2 separate regions of the Zea mays genome follow, and region 1 is linked to region 2. Evidence: chromatin contacts called from public Hi-C data. All regions are on one chromosome and are shown on one strand. The core of a region is the stretch at or near the end of the contact, and the rest is flanking DNA. Distances in the headings are between cores, read along the strand shown. Region 1 holds the start of LOC103633266 (chemocyanin). Region 2 holds the start of LOC103633264 (glucan endo-1,3-beta-glucosidase 13).

Evidence for each region. Hi-C and Micro-C count contacts between places; a contact is called where the count stands out from the background.
Region 1: a contact with region 2 is called in a Hi-C map of ear, with 4 times the contacts expected there. The contact joins the promoter of LOC103633266 here to the promoter of LOC103633264 in region 2. A contact is called at or near these places in 3 of 25 Hi-C or Micro-C datasets (ear, root tip and tassel).

The regions. Positions count from the first base shown.
Region 1 is chr7:164,352,951-164,356,811 of Zm-B73-REFERENCE-NAM-5.0, reverse strand. LOC103633266 (chemocyanin) reads right to left here and starts at 1,739. Exons shown (of 2, transcript XM_008654969.2): 1 at 1,436-1,739; 2 at 648-1,326. The coding sequence starts at 1,613. The coding sequence ends at 890.
Region 2 is chr7:164,219,309-164,222,756 of Zm-B73-REFERENCE-NAM-5.0, reverse strand. LOC103633264 (glucan endo-1,3-beta-glucosidase 13) reads left to right here and starts at 1,972. Exons shown (of 4, transcript XM_020541371.3): 1 at 1,972-3,448. The coding sequence starts at 2,101.

The DNA.
Region 1 (3,861 bases), core at 490-2,989, 130 kb before region 2:
CGTTTTGGTATAACGTGCTCGCCTGTTATCAAGACGTGGCCGCCATTGACCTCGTTCCTCTGCCTGAAATGATTTGGGTGGTATCGATCTTCTTTCTGCTTAAGAACAATCAGCTCCTGTTTGTTTCATTTCATTTTAAAAAATTAAAATCTTACATGTTTCCTTTCATTTTGAGGAATTAGAATCTTACTAATGGAATAGACTATTTTTTTAAATGTAACATTCTACCACTTTTAAAAGTTATTATATAAGCCTATCTTAAATTCATGAGTGAGAAATGAAAATTGATTATATAGATTTACATACTATTTTTCCGATATACAACTTATAGCACACTCTTCTACATGTTTCGCTATACCATAAATATAGTATATAACTATCTCTTATATGATTTAGGATAATATACAAATATATTACATATATAAACATATGAATTTAATTAGTTTTGTCCAATTTATAATTATTAAAATGGAATTGAATTCCAACAAAACAAATGGGCCTCATTGTATTTGTAGAGCCAAATTCATATTTCTGAGCTGTATGGAAAACATTCATATTTCTGAACAGCATGGAAAACATTATATCGTTCCTATGCCTCGAAGTTTTGCAACATAGTGGTTGTGAAATGGATTCGCACACCCTGTCACTGAAGACATAACCATTGACCAATGCCGCTAAAATGGAATTATAAGAAGTAAATATCACAATTTACACCCATGTACCGAATATAAACACACGACAAGAGTAAAAAGAAGAAGCACAAATGAATATACCGCTTGTACGTTCGCAGTAACAGAAGTCCTGTTTCAGGTACAGTACAGCAGCAGTAAGCAGTAACTCAAAAAGTCAAAACTGCAACGTGCGTGCAAATTACACGCACGTTGCTAGCTTAGGCGACCAAGGCCACCAGAGCGGCCACCGCCAGCCCAGCCACCGCGGCCGCGGGCTGCTGATACCGCGGCGCGCTGCTCGGTGCGCCCGCCGGCGACTTCCCTGCAGCGCCCAGGGCCACCTTGTGTCCCGCCGCCGGTCCGGGCGCGTAGGCGTCGGCTGCTGGAGGCGATGAGGATGACTGGAGCGGAGCCTGCGCGGGGCCGCTTGCCGCGGCGGTGGCGGAATCGTAGGGAACGGTGGTGATCGTGACGTGCATGGTGCCGTTGAGGCAGTGGCGCGGGATGCCGCAGATGAAGTAGCGGGTGCCCGTGGCGGTGAGCTTGAAGGCGGTGCTGCCGCCGGAGTGGGTGGAGATGGGGCTGCCGGCGTTGCAGCTGGCGTAGTCCGCCGCCGTCACCTCCAGCACGTTGTGGTACGGCATGTACTCGAACGCTGCAGTTAGTCGTTAACGTACATTATCGCACGCCACATCAAGATGAGATGGGAAGGAAATAATGCACGGGCAAGTACGTGAACGGAGAGAGCTAGCAGTAGCACGCACTTATGGTGTCGCCGACCATGAACGTCTTGCCGGCGGTCCACTTGCCGTAGTCGACGTAGGTGTCCCACCTGTCTGACCCGCCCACCGTGTAGTCCTTCGCCGACGCCGTCGTCGCGGCCAACGCCGCAACCACCGCTACCACGGCCAGCAGTGCTCCGGCGGAGGCGATCTTATTCATGCTCGCTCCCGGCCCGTACGTACGCGTCCTTTGAGTGGTGGTCCACCGAATTATATTGCTTCGGCGTTCGGGTCGGTATATATGGCCCTTTAATTTGGGATCGCGTGTGCTGCAAAAGGTGATAGGACTATATATACACGGAGACACAGAACATGGAGAGAAATTCCCTTCTTTGCCAATGCCAAACGAAGAGGTGTTCGTGGCCGACCATGAAACACATGCCCGTAGCAGGGGGGAAGACAGGCACACAGACTATGAGTTGGAGAATCTGCTGTTCATTTTCAAATGAATTCGGGGTCGAAATGATTAACTGTACGCTGCACCCTGAGACACTCAAAATTAAAGGTCAATGCAATGCAAGATTACATTGCAAGATGGCATGCATATATGCTTATTGGTTTGACTTTCGCCATTGATTCTGTGCACTACGTGAGCACGACTAGCTACACAGGCCCACTGGTTGCTTCGTCCCGCAACAGGAGCAGATCGCGAGGGAGCTCCCGGCCCGATCGATGTCGTGCGTGCCTCGCACGATCCTCGAAAATTTTCGCACGTACTATATCGATTAATTTTGATGAATCTTTTCAGCACAAGGGCATGTATAGTAGAGGGACACCAAAACGATTCTCCAAGCACAAAGAGACAATTAAGAGACTTTATTATACAATGAAGTGTCTATAAATATAGTCTATTAATAAATACAAAATTAAATGCGTTTGTACAACATCTGATCGATAGAACAGACGACAAATTCGTACAGTGGTAAGTGAGACGTCTGTTGCTACTTGGGTTACGAGCCAGATGCGTCTCTTCACGGAGAGACGGCTCCACGATTTTTTTTAAACACTTCAAGAGCCTCTACATTAAACACCAGTGTAAATGCCCTAATGTCATGTATAATGAGTGTCTTGAGGTGTGTCTTTAAGTATGTCTAAGAAGGTAAATGTAAAAAAATTAAGACACGTCCCTTGACGAAGACACTGTGTCTTGGCTCTATAGTCAAAACAGAAGAGTAGCTAATTGGTCAATTTAATTTATTGAATGCTCTGATCGATGTAATAAATATAGTAAGATACATATTTTAGATACACCAATTGTATTACATTGTTTTTTTTTGACGAAGGGGCGAAGCCCCCTATTTCATTAAGAAATAGGAAAGTATGTAACAACCGCACCCACGTGGTAGGACCTCCAAAAGAACAGACATGGCCAGAAAGTTATCTAGACTCTAAACACTATCGCTAGATCAGTGAAGAGACTACGATAACAGTGAAAGTTTTGGCCTACGAAGAGCTACATAAGACTTTCTTATATACAACCAACCAAGACAGGCAGAAGCCACAAAAGACCTGAACAGTTTGGCCAACAAAAGACAGACAACTATCCCAACAAGCTTTCTCGGCATCATCATCTTGTCATCCAGGAATCCGCCTGTCAAGAGGACACCACCCCAAGGCCCTCCCGAAAGCTTCACTTGCCGTCTTTCGGATTAACCTGCTTCCTAGCACCACCATTTTTCGCTCCTTCTTTTTCTGACGAATCGCCCAAGAATCCAACCAGAAGCAGCAAAGAAAAATGATGTTAGATGGGTCAAGTAAATGACTATTCCCAAAACACCAATCATTCCTAGTGCGCCAAATAGCCCAGAATAAAGCACCACAACCAAATAACACCAGCTGAGCCATCGTGTCTTTTGGTTTACAAAACCAATTATCATACAAATCTTTGATATTTTTTGGAATAGATCTCAAATTCAGGGCCACTTGAATAACTCTCCACATGTACTGAGCAATGGGGCAATAGAAAAACAAGTGATCAATGGATTCATCCACCCCACAGAAACAGCAGTTTAAAGAACCAATCCAGCATCTTTTTCTCAAATTATCCTTAGTAAGAATCTTATTTCTTACCACTAACCAGAAGAAAATCTTAATTTTATGAGGCAGTTTAGATTTCCACAAAAATTTATATGGAATCAAAGCTTGATTTTCCATTTTCTTTCTGTATAAAGAATTAACAGAGAAGCTTTTATTCCCCAGTGACCACACAATTCTATCCTCCTGATCAGATAGACAAATCTGCTCACAATAATCAATCAGATCATCATATAATAATTTTAGATTACCCACAATCCTTCTTCTGAAAGTCAGGGATTCAAAATTTGAAGTGAAAACTTCGTTAACAGAGACATCTTTGTTATAAGTCAAGTCAAACAAAACTTGAAACTGGCTAGACAACGGTTGGTCAC
Region 2 (3,448 bases), core at 723-3,222:
CTACCAAACATCATTTAGCCTCTAAAACCATGGTATTCCCAAATAAAATTTGTGAAAATGAAAAGCGGCAAGTGGATTTCCCCCCACAAACTATACACGATTGTTTTCATCCATACACATTATCATGTTCGTTAGAGGGATCGACAGTGGATGGCGCGAGAGGAAGAAAGGTATAAATAAAATGGCCTAAGAAATTACATCTACGTAAATTTCACGACTCCTAGGCCAAGCACTGACGCCTGTCAAATGTTCATCGCGCATGGGGTGATACGATGGCAACGTAGACTGGTTGTTCTTCAACATTTCTCTCGGTTTTTTTAAGCAGCAAGTGACGGGCCGGCCTGCGGGTGCGGGATATAGGAGGGGGGAGCCGAAGTGGGCTGGACGGGACGGAGATCACTCACGTGAAAGTGGGTTGGGCGGGGATCAATCCATCCACTACAGATAATGTGGGTGGTGGATTTCGTACGCAGGACTCACTACTGCGTGTCTGCATCGTGCACTTTTTCCTTCCCGTGCTAAACGCCAACGTTATCCGCAAGCGTTACCCCTAAATTTTCCCCCTATGGCCCTGTTTGGCACAGCTTATTTTCAGCTTCTTCATAAATTTAAGCAGAAGGTCTGCCAAACAGTTAGCTTCTGCAGCAGCTTATCAGTTCAGCTGCTTCTCAGAATACACTAAAAGCAGCCAACAAGCAGAAGCTGCTTTTCACCAGCTTATCAGATAAGCTGCTTTTTCAACAAGCAGCAGCTGTGCCAAACAGGGCCTATATCACTTTTTCCCCTATTTTTCTCCCTATTTTTTCATCTCCTGCAGCGGTTCCCCCAAAATACTCCCATTATATCCCACTACAACTATAAAATATCATTTTCTATATCAACTATCAATTTTTTATCTACTAACAATTACTCATGGACCCACAACACAGTGTTTGGGGGATAAACAATGACACGCTATATCTAGAGAGAGAGAAAGGGGCCGGCGCGTAAGGGGCGCTGTAGGGGGCAGCGCTGCGGCCGTAGAGTGCCCCCTACAGGCGCCATGCAAGGGGAGAGAGCTACCCAGGGGGCAGCGTTGCAGTTAGCCGAGAAAGGGGCCGGCGCGTAAGGAGCGCTGTAGGGGGCAGCGCTGCAGCGGTAAAGTACCCCTACAGGCGCCATGCAAGAGGAGGGGCTGCCCAGACGGTAGTGTTGCAGTTAGTCTTAGCCATCACCTGCACCGGCGGCTGCGGTGGCGGGACCCACCACCACTATGCATGCAGCGCTTGAACCTTGCCTATAAGGCTGTCTCCAGCAACGTCCCCCTAAATTCTATCCTCTAAAGGAATATTCTCTGTCCTTTACAGAACTCTCTAAAAAATTTCGTCCTCTATATCTTCGCCAACTCCAGCAACGTCTTCTAAATTCGGTACTCTATATCTAACAGAATTCATATACTCATTTTTAATACTTATTTTTTTATATTAATACAATTTGAACTTATGTGCGTAATGGAAAAATAAAGTTATTTATTTCTAGAAATTTTATAAAAATGAATTAGGAATTAATTATAATAATTACATTTTGCAACCGACATTACTAATCGTTTTTTCATAACGCCGTCTACGTACATATCTATATATGTATTGGACATAAACTGATAATATTAATCTAATAATCCCAATTAGCAAAAGTGCTGCTACTATTAGATTTACACGCAAAAAAAAAGAATAGAATTAATCGGCCAACAGAGGTAGTAGAGGTAGCTGCAGACGGATGACCACATTGAAGAGCGGGCCCCAGGGCTGAGCAGACGGATAGCGCGCGTAAGGACTCCTCTACGTTTAGCGTTCGCCGTACGTCCTCTATATTTTAGAGTTCCTTTTAGAGTTCCTTGTTAGACGGCATAGAGAACGTTTCGTACTCTAAATTTAGAGTATAGAACCATTTATCGTGTATTGCTGGAGGCAGTCTAAACTCCCACCCACCAACCCTTTGGTTCATGTATCATCGTCGTCACTCGTCACACACTCAGTCAGGAGTCAGGACTCAGCAGCTAGCCTCGTCCTGCTCAGCCCAATCGCCGGCCCAGTGCCCCGCGCCACAGCAGCGGAGCCTACCATGGTCATGGCAGCAGCCGTCGCTCTCGCTCACTTCCTCGGAGCGGCATTGCCGCTACTCCTCTGTGGAGCAGCAGAGGCGGGCGAGGTGGGCGTGAACTACGGGAGGGTGGCGAACGACCTGCCGGACCCGGCGTCGGTGGTGCAGCTGCTCAAGCAGAGCGGCATCACCATGGTGAGGCTGTACGACGCGAATCCCAAGGTGCTGACGTCGCTGGCCAACACGGGCATCAAGGTGATGGTGATGCTGCCTAACGAGGAGCTGGCCGCCGCGGCCTCGGACCCGTCCTACGCGCTCCAGTGGGCGCGGGCCAACGTGGCGGCGTTCTACCCGGCCACGCACATCCACTGCGTCGCGGTGGGCAACGAGGTGTTCGACTCCAGGCCGGACCTGAACTCGAACCTCGTCCCGGCCATGGCCAACGTGCACGACGCGCTGGCGCAGCTGGGCCTGGCCGACGCCGTCAAGGTGTCCACGCCGGTCGCCTTCTCGGCGGTCCAGGACTCGTACCCGCCGTCCGCGGGCAGGTTCCGGGACGACATCGCGCAGAGCGTGATGAAGCCCATGCTCGGCTTCCTGGACAGGACAGGCTCCTACCTCACCATCAATATCTATCCGTACCTGGCGTACGCCGAGCACCCGGACCAGATCTCGCTCGACTACGCCCTGGGGAACCCAAACCCCGGCGTGCGCGTCGACGACGACGACACGGGCAGCATCGCGCTCGACGACGACAATGGCGTAACGTACCACAGCCTCCTGGACGCCCAGCTCGACGCCACGTACTACGCCATGGATGCCATGGGGTTCACCAGTCTGAAAGCACATGTTGGGGAGACTGGGCATCCGTCTGGAGGAAGGCCCAGACCCGGCCGGAGGCCGCCTCGCGGAGGCCGGAGGCATTTGGTGGCCGGGGACGACGACGGGTACCCCGTCGCCTCGATAGCCAATGCCCACGCATACGTCAACAACGTCATCAACCGCGTGCTGTCCGGCAACACGGGCACCCCGCACCGGCCCGACGCGGACATGGACGTCTACATCTTCGCGCTTTTCAACGAGAACCAGAAAGGCGACGGGCCGGACGACATCGAGCAGAACTTCGGGCTGTTCTACCCGAGCGAGCAGAAGGTGTACGAATTCGACTTCCACCACGGCGGCGGCGGCGGCGGCGGCAGTGGCGGCGCGAAGGCGAGCTGGTGCGTGGCGAACGCGGCCGCTGGGGACTCACGGCTGCAGGCGGCGCTGGACTACGCGTGCGGCCACGGTGCGGACTGCAGCGCCATCCAGCCCGGCGCGGCGTGCTACGAACCCAACACCAAGCTCGCGCATGCCTCCTATGCACTCA